Regions from separate parts of the Oryctolagus cuniculus genome. Here region 1 is linked to region 2. The links are chromatin contacts, called in public Micro-C maps. All regions are on one chromosome and are shown on one strand. Each heading gives the region's core, a stretch centred on a gene start, on an enhancer-like site or on the middle of the called end of the contact. The rest is flanking DNA. Distances are from core to core; before and after follow the strand shown. Region 1 holds the start of UAP1 (UDP-N-acetylglucosamine pyrophosphorylase 1). Region 2 holds the start of HSD17B7 (hydroxysteroid 17-beta dehydrogenase 7).

Region 1 (4,526 bases), core at 1,996-4,495, 260 kb after region 2:
TGAATGAGATCACACAGGAAATGAAGATACAAAATCAAAAAAGTGTAGCGGATAAAGCAACCGCCTGAGGGGCCAACATCCCATATGGTTGCTGGTTCAAGTCCCAACTGATCCACTTCCAATACACCTCCCTGCTAATGCGCCTGGGGAAACAGAAGAAGATGGCACAATTACTTGGGTCCCTGAAGCCAATGTAGGAAACTGAAAGAAGCTCCCAATCTCCTGCCTCAGTCTGGCTCAGCCCTAGTGGCCATTTGGGGAGTCAATCAGCAGATGGAATATCTCTCACTCTCTCTCTCTCTCTCTCTCTCTCTCTCTCTCTTTCTGTAACTCTGACTTTCAAATAAATAAAATACATCTTTAAAAAAAAATCAAAGAAGTCAGAAGACAGCCTTGGATACTTACTAGTGCATTAAAAGGCATTTCTATTGATTTATATAAGTTTCAACAGTTATGGTACCATTAATTTTTAAAAAGTTATAAAAATGAGTTAAGAGGGATGGATTTATACTAAACTACTTTCCAAGGAATGGGGTCTCATTTACACTACTGCTTTTGTCCAGTGTAAGGAAGCATATTGCAATGGAAAGACCAGCAACAAACCAAGTAAGCAAAGAACAGGAAATTCTAGTTTTTGAGTCCCCATTATTTGCCCTGTGCAAGTCATTTCACTTCTCTGTGCTTACATTACTTTATGAAGCTAAGACAACCAACCTTTGTCACACATCCTCAACAGTCAAGAGAGGAGAGTACTGTCTACAAAAAGCAAATGCAGGGGCCAGCACTCTGGTGCAGTGGGTTAACGCCCTGGCCTGAAGCGCCAGCATCCCATATGGGCACTGGTTCGAGTCCCAGCTGCTCCTCTTCCGATCCAGCTCTCTGCTGTGGTCTGGGAAAGCAGTAGAAGATGGCCCAAGTCCTTGGGCCCCTGCACCCACATGGAAGACCCAGAAGAAGCTTCTGGCTCCTGGCTTCCTATCAGCGCAGCTCCAGCCGTTGTGGCCAATTGGGGAGTGAACCAGTGGATGGAAGACCACCACCACCACCCTCTCCTCTCTTTCTGTAACTCTTTCAAATAAATAAATAAATCTTTAAAAAAAAAAAAGGCAAATACAAATCTAGTACAACATTTTAAGGTGCATATCAAACTTTTCCAAAAATGTTACTAGATACTCATCCACCTTCAGATGTCTGAGAAAATGGGCTCATGCAAATAAGACAAGTCATAAGTTAAACTTTGCTCTCTTGGCCCAAACCATGGCAGCTTGCAAAGGCTTACAGGGTCACACATGCTTATTTACATGTTAGGCAATGTTCATAATGTTACAACCAAACTCGAGTTTTGGACCAGATATTTCCAATGTTTACATGAAGCAGATACAACCATCTCCATGCCATAAAAACTGTACTATATTTCCCACTAGTGCCGGTAAGGGGCATGTGCATATTTAGGTAAGCAGCAATGAGTTTCAATTAAAAGACTATCAAAATCTGGAAAAGCTACCAATCTTCTCTGGAATTATGATAAAACTAGGGTATTTGCCCATAGCCTAAAACATCTATGTCAAAGTTATAACAAATTTGGTAATTATCAGGCCGGTACTGTGGCACAACGGGTTAACGCCCTGGCCTGAAGCACCGGCATCCCACGTGGTTTGAGACCACCTGCTCCTCTTCCAATGCAGCACTCTGCTACGGCTTGGGAAAGCAATAGAAGATGGCCCAATTCCTTGGGCCCCTGCATCCGGGTGGGGGACCTGGAAGAAGCTCCTGGCTCCTGGCCTCAGATTGGCGCAGTTCCGGCCGTTGTGGCCAGTTTGGGAGTGAACCAACGTATGAGGACCTCTCTCTCTCTCTCTGCCTCTCCTCTCTCTGTGTAACTCTGACTTTCAAATAAATAAATCTTTTTTTAAAATTTTGGTAATTATCTACCAATATCAAATATAGCTTTATGTGAATCTAAGTACCAGTATTAAAGAAATCCAGTATTTCCTTCCTGTTCTGGTCTACCCTCTGCCCTATCTCTACTGTCATAGGTACACCCGCGTAAATCTCTTCAAACTTTGGAAAAACAATATTGGTGTTGAGCCCTCAGCACTGAGTGAATCCTACAAACGTTTGGCAGCTCAGCCTATGAGGGCTTCCTTAGTCCCGGCCAAGCGAGCCAGCTGACTAATAGCGAGGAAACAGACAACTGCCTCCAGTTTCCCACAACCCCGGGGCCCACACCCAGCGAATTTCACCTAAAAGTCCTCCGACTCTTGCACTGCGTAATGACATACACAGACTCGCGCAATCACTGCCACCTGGTTTCAGGTTTCAGAAACCCCGGACACACACACACACAGCACAGGGTCAAGTCAGCCTTGCTACAATCTTGGAGGAGACATCTGTTCAGCACACGTGTGCTCTCAGTCCTCCAACCCCATCCTTCTGCTGGGCCGAACCTGGGGAAAGCCAGGGACCCCCACCCACCCCCTCCCCCTCTCCCAGGATTCCAACACAGTGGCGAGCAGGCTTTGTCTCACGGTCACCTCGCCCACAGGTATCCCCTAGCCTCGTCGGCGCTCTCTCAGGCACACTCAAGACATCCCAAGCCTCTCCCACCTGACAGTTCCAGCGGCCGCTTGTCCCCTCCGGAGGCCCGCCAACCTAGGCTTAACTGACCACAGAGCCCAGCTTTGGAACCAGACCCCCCAACCGCCAGCCAGGTGAGGCCCGGCTCCCAGCCCCAACCGCCTTCACCGTGCCCTCGGACTCCAGACACGGCCCCAGGACCTCCTCCTCCTCCCCCAACGACCCCGTCCACCCCGGGGCGCCCTCAGCCCATCCTCCGGCCGACGCCACCACCACCCGGCAGCCCAGCCCGCACACGCGCGGGCTGCGTCGCCGGGATGGGTGCAACTGCGGGACGCCGAGCAGGGCGCGCGTGTGCCGGCGGGCTCCTCGGCCAATGCCAGCAGCTGGCGCTCGGCGCGTCCGTGCGGCGCGCGCCCCCGATCTGCGCGTGTGGCCGCGGGCTCGCGTGTGTGGCCGGACCCGGCCCTCCGTCGTCCTCGGTCTCGGGTCCCGTCGCCCGCCCCCTAGCTCGACTGGGAGCCCCCTCACCTCCCTCCGCAAGGCCACACTCCACCCAGCTCCAGCTCCTTCGGCGCTGCCACACATCGGCGTCCCGCGCCTGCTCGGAATAAATACACTCATCCGCGGGGCCGGGGCGGGCCGCGAGCTGGGACCGAGGGGAGGGCCAGCTCCGGCCACCCCGCCCCTCGGATCGCGAGGAGTGGCCGCGGGTGTGGGGAGGAGCGGAAGCCAGCGGCCCCGACACGTCAGCGCCAGAAGCGCAGGCGACCTGGCGGGAGCCGAGAGGGGGACTCTGGGTGGGGCCTCCGCGCGTCAGTCATTCTTCGGCCCAATGGGGACGACGCTGGAAGCCCATTCAGCAGACGGCCCCGCCTCCCCGGCGCGCTAGCTGGGCGGGGGAGGGAGGTGTCAGCGGCGTCCTCACGGAGGGGCCGGGCCGGGCGACGCGAGCGCCTGGCTGGTCCTAGGGGCCCTGACGATCCCGAGTGGTTCTGCGAGGGGCGAGCCCCTGCTTTTTAGCGATCCTGTTGGCCCAGCGGCGCAGGAGGCACTCCGTGTCCGGAACGAATAACGGAGCTGGATGAAGAGCTGTGTCTCCGGTTGGCGGGTTTCCGAGCGCCCACGCGGCTGCTTGGGAAAGAGGCTGATGTCTCAGAGGAGAACCCTCCAGGGCGGGCCCGGCGCGCCCTCTGACCTTGGGGCGGTCATTTCCGAGTCCAGGTCGCCAGACGCCGGGCAGGGCTCGGCCAGGCTATCTAGTGGTATGTTGAGACCCAAGTGTGCGAAGACAGGCCCGTTTCCTTTTCGCACAGACAGACACAGAAGGAAAATGAAATCGAAGGTATTAGGTAACCTGAGACAGTGATGAGCGCGCCAGTGAGAGCCAGCCTGGGTCAGCTGTGTGTTGCAAGGGACTTAGTCCTCTCTGGGGTTCAGTGTTGCCCAGGAAGGTGGTGGCTGGACCGAATGGCCTCCATGGCCACTCCAGGCCAGTGTTTCGGTTGTGTTATATAACCTGCTCGTATAGGTGAGCACACACAGCTTACGTATTAACCACTATGGCCTTAGAAACTGTAATTGCATTTAAACTTGTATGTTGCACGGTGTTTCAAAAGCCCAACAGGATTAAAATACCAAAGGCCCCCAGAATTCGGTGCCTCTCTTCTGCCTGCCTGAGTGCAAGGACCTTTTCATTTCCTTCACCAATTGATTTACAAAATTGTCCGCCACGGGCAAGGTCAAGTAACAACAGAAAAACTTAAACTCGGTGAGGAATGCTGGTAGAATTACATTCAGGAGATTGAAATAGTCTGCATGTTTTGTGATCCCAGAACTTTGATTCATTTATTTGAGTGATGTATAATGTAGAGACTGAAGAGAATGGGGCCTGATAGAATGTGGGCGTCTTTATTGCTTGGAAAGTTAATTAACTCTTGCATCAGTTT
Region 2 (5,032 bases), core at 971-3,470:
AATACAGTACCAGCAAGTGTTAAAAACACTTATTATTATCTGTTTCTTATTATCTTATTATCTGTTTCTTGCCTGTAAGTTTTATTTTGCTGTCTAGGTTCCTCAAGGCCAACGGCTGATGGTATCATTACCGCTGTGGCAAGCAACAAAAATCCCTGATAAGGGAACAGATGAATCTTTCAGGAAGAGGCATCAGTAACAAGAAAGAATTCAATCCACTGCTATGTCTGAACAGCTAATAGAGAGAGAAAGAGGGGCCGGCCATTGGGGGAGTCAACAAGCACATGGAAAATCAATCCTTCCCCTTCCCTCCTCCCACCATATGTGTGTATGAGATTCTGCCTTTCAAGTAAATCTGTAAAAGTAAGGGGGAGAGGGGGGACCGGCGCCATGGCGCAGTAGGTTAATCCTCCACCTGCGACGCCAGCATCCCATATGGGGGCACGGGTTCTAGTCCCGACTGCCCCTCTTCCACTCCAGCTCTCTGCTATGGCCTGGGAAAGCAGTAGAAGATGACCCAAGTCCTTGGGCCCATGCACCGGCATAGAGTGAACCAATGAAAGGAAGACCTTTCTGTCTCTCCCTCTCACTGTCTGTAACTCTACCTCTCAAATAAATAAATAAAATCTTAAAAAAAAAAAAAAAGTAAGGAGAGGGGCTGGCACTGTGGTGTAGCGGGTAAAGCATCCCATATGGGCGCCGGTTCAAGTCCTGGCTGCTCCACTTCCAATCCAGCTCTCTGCTATGGCCTGGAAAAACAGTAGAAGATGGCCCAAGTCCTTGGGCCCCTGCACCAGGGTGGGAAACCTGGAGGAAGCTCCTGGCTCCTGGCTTCAGATCAGCACAGCTCCAGCCCTTGCAGCCAACTGGGGAGTGAATCAGCAGATGGAAGACCTTTCTCTCTCTCTCTGCCTCTCTGTAACACTGACTCTCAAATAAATAAACAAAAGAAAGAATGTGGGATGATTACATAGAAGGTAGGAACAGAGTTACTATCAGATGAGGGCCAAGAAAGTGAAACACGGATGAGTACGTCACTCAAAGATGAATCTACTACTTCAGAAAGAGCAACAGAAAACGGCACAGAAAATTAGGCCAGCAGTCCGACCAGCGAGGCAAACAGCAGAGAAAACCTAAGTAATAAGTTTTCATCCAAAACTTAGACTGACTGCAGGTAAACAGAAACTCAAAACAGACTGGAACCAATAGTAATCTGTTGGCTCTGCCAACACAGCATCAAATATATTTAGGTTTATACGTCATCACTTGAGAATAGCAGGCTTTTAATACTAGTATACAATTGCACATATCACAATATACTTAAGAGAAACACATAAGCAATTCTGAGAACACACGAAGAAAGTGCCAGTGGCAGACACGTAGTTTGAAACCGGTTCACAGGGACGGATGTGGTTGGGTAGTAACTCAGAGTGCATCAATTGTAAATGATTTCACAAGCATCAGTGCAACAAGTAGAAACATAACTTTGTTTAGTTTCTTCCCCCACACACCCTTGATGGAAATGCAGATAAGGAACAAAACAGCCCGAGTCCAAATGAGCAACGCCGGGATGAGTGGCAGCTGCACTCCTCCCGCGTCTCAGCAGGAAAAGTTTCCTTGCCTCCGCGTCTCTGTAGAGAAAGTGGCAGGTGCCCAGCACCCGCGGTCCTAACGCTCACGGAAGCTGGAATCCAGAACACGGCCACGTGGTGGGGACCACACCGCAGGTGAATGAGTGAAGTCAAAGAGGGGAGCGGGCGGGGGCTGCAAGGGCAGCCCCTCTTTCCCTTCATAACCACAGGATCCTCACTGCCACCCTCCTGTTTCCCTTTTCACCTTCAAAGCGCCAGCCCCTGAACACCCTCAAAATGCCCCACATCTGCGGTGGAACACCTGGAGCAGGTTTCCACAGAGGGGCGCTCCCGGCAGTCAGCCCGAGGCGGGTCGCAGACCCCTGCCCCCTCGCACCCCTGACCCGCCACCACCTCACCTGCTGGCTCCCGTGATCAAAACCACCTTCCCCATCTTCGCGCACCCCAAACGCCGTCGGAAGCGCTCGGATCCAACAGCCTCCTTGGCGGCGGACACGACCCTCCCCACTCACTAGGCCCCGGTCTGGGCCCCACCTCCCGCTGCGTCGCGGACTCCGTCCCGAGCCCGCCAATCGCAGTCCGCCGTCCGCCGGGCAGCGCCGGGCCTGTGGGGTGAGGTAGGCCGAGGGGCGGAGCCGCGCGACGCAGCGGCCGGAGCCAATCCGGGCTCTCCCCGCCCCTTCGCGGCGCAGGGCCCGCCCCTGGCGCGTTCAGCTCTTGGGCGTCTGTGCTTCGTGCTGTTGCCGGTGGGCGCGGCTGTTGGGTGTGGGAGTGGTCGCACCGCAGTTCCTGGTTAACACGAGAGAGATTTGGATCTAGAAGCCGAGTTGCGAGTGTTACTTTAGTTTCCCTTCCGTGTTTGATGGGGCGCTGAGCCACTGTACAGCGCAGCTTCTGACCTCTTCCTGTGAAGCATGCTCTGTAAATGAACATGGGTTTCATTAAGAATGTTACGGAGAATCATGGGCGTGGAATCAATCTCAGAACTTGGTTCTCTGGAATACTGCGAACTCTGGTAAAGCAACGGTTCTGTTTCCGAGACTTCCCAGATAGACACTCCTGGAAAATACATATAATAATAATTGCTAGGGAAATAAAAGCAAAGCCATAAAACTACAGACATCTTTTTTGTTTGTTTGTTATTAGATTCCATACATATAAAAGTGCTGTGAAGTTTCTAATGCCTAATCTGGATTTCTGGATTTATAGCAGCCTCGGCAGACCCATCACTAGACTTGGTTCCTGCTGAGTTAGTAGAGACCATCATAGGTCTCTACTGAACATGCTTTAATCAACTTCATGGCATTTTCAAAGTTTTCATTATTTATCAACAATGGTTCAGCAAAAGCCTCACATAATCTATATTGGCATTTGATCCCAGAAGGGTACCAACTAGTTTAGTTATCACCTGAACCAATAAAATATAGATTGAACAAACAAATCTATTTGAATATTAAATTCCTAAATAAAAATTTTTTATAGTTGGTGTGAAAATCACTTTCTACCCTCATCTCACTGTTCTAAAGAAACCACAAGTTAACAATATTTTCTGAACATCCTGGGGTATAGTTAACCTCAATACTGAGAGTCTAGCACAAAAGGCTCCTTTTAAAACATGCTGGAGCTGGGAGGTGACATGTAAAAGAGAGAATTCTGTAGTCAATTACATAGGAAACTAATTATTGCCGAGGAGGTGGGGCTAGACCCCAGATGTTCAGCATCCCCACGGTCATGGGATGATAACCAGCATAGAACAGGCTATGGATTAAATGAAGGCCAGAAGACTTCAGAGTGAGATCAGCGATCTCACTCCACCATGACTTCCATCCAAGCCTAGTGAGACCACTCTGACCTGTTCCTTTACTCAGCTAAAGCTGCTGCTTTCAGGATGCTTATGATGGGCTGAGGTGCCAGAGGGACCAGGAGAATAGAACTCTGCTAGATGTCAATTAATTTTGTATTTTAAAAATATTTTATCATATGTAGGATGCAGCTTTGTAACCACATAATAAACTGTTATTGCCAAATAAGTGCATAAGTATGGTTTTTATCGTCCCAGGCTGTGTATCTTAGGTGTTGTGTGTGAACTCATTCCGTTTTCCTGAAAACCAGCACAGTGAGGTACATAGTGGTCCCATGACTGGGATGGAGCAAACATAACAACTTCTACTATTTATTGGTTCATGTAGTAAATTTGCCTCTGCCCTAAGCCTTGAAACAGATTTCCTTTTATGGTACCTGAAACAGTCCTTAGGTAGAGGATGGGTAAGTGCATCTAAGCTCCCACAACAGAGCCCTGTTCTCAGTCCATATGAAACTCGCCAGCAGTAACTTGTCTCTAGTTTGCAGAGGCAGAAGAATGCTGCTGGAAGTGCCATGTGGCTTCCCTTGTATGAACTCTTCATCCCAGCCCTCTTCCCTTCAAATCGTTATACATCCAACCTGACCCAAAACAGCTTTGGGAGCAGGATTTTGCCCAGTTCATTAGACGATAAGAGGCTGTGTGTTGGGAGTCAGTGCTGTTTAGGATTCAAGGCCCAGAAGATAGAATAGTGTACATTTCTTCTTCAACTAAGAAATGAATATACAATTATAAACGGAGATAAATCAGTTTGCTAGTCTCTGAATAAAATACAGAGTCCTTTAACTTGTTATTTCACACTTGATCTTAGCCAAAAGGCCAATTTTAACGTGTTATTTCAAATTCAAGAGTAGATATAATCTCTGTGCCCAGTGACTTATATATTCAAATATATGCATAGCATGTTTATACCATAAACATATCAACTTTTAAATCTTGGCCTGGTGTTACAAGTGGTGTGGTGTCACTTTAACTATCTCTGCTCTCCTGTTTGTGTTTTCCTCCTTTGTTTCTCCTCCCACTCCCACTCCCACTCCCACTCCCACTCCCACCACACAGCTACTAGAACGCCTAGCCTTTAGTCCTGCAGACTAGACACGCTGAGGAGTCAAGGTGTGCCGCTTCTCAGCCTTTTGACTAGGATCAAGCGTGGGAGTCAGGGTGTGCTTTCATGAGTCCTCTGGCTAGTCTCTGAAAATTTATATCCATTCCTTTACCCACTATGATCCTTGCTGGAAAAAAGCATGCTCAGAAAAGTAAAAATATAAACTTCCTCTTCAGGGGACAAATCAGAAACATGTTGTTCCAGATGGTTTTCTCCTGATCTCTGTTGTGAAGTGTGAGTCTGTATTCTGGTTGTTCCTAGTCTTTGTTGAGACATGTTTAGAGACAGATCGTATTTTGATTGAGAAGGGATTTCTGTGTGTCAAACAAGACAAATCTGGAACAATAACAATAAACATTCAGAGTTTGGCCTGCACTGGGTTCTCCAGAACTGGACTAATTGTGAGGACACAAAATCCCAATCTCTAGTGTGTTTGGATTTGTTCAAAACCAAGATGCTTTTCTCCCAGTGTGA

Evidence for each region. Hi-C and Micro-C count contacts between places; a contact is called where the count stands out from the background.
Region 1: a Micro-C map of ear pinna shows a contact between it and region 2, with 2.0 times the contacts expected there. The contact joins the promoter of UAP1 here to the promoter of HSD17B7 in region 2. A contact is called at or near these places in 2 of 6 Hi-C or Micro-C datasets (ear pinna and an unstated tissue).

What each region holds. Positions count from the first base shown.
Region 1 is chr7:36,169,423-36,173,948 of mOryCun1.1, forward strand. It overlaps UAP1 (UDP-N-acetylglucosamine pyrophosphorylase 1), which reads right to left and starts at 3,246. Exons shown (of 11, transcript XM_008264157.4): 1 at 3,109-3,246.
Region 2 is chr7:35,905,875-35,910,906 of mOryCun1.1, forward strand. It overlaps HSD17B7 (hydroxysteroid 17-beta dehydrogenase 7), which reads right to left and starts at 2,221. Exons shown (of 9, transcript XM_051857185.2): 1 at 1,991-2,221. The coding sequence starts at 2,025.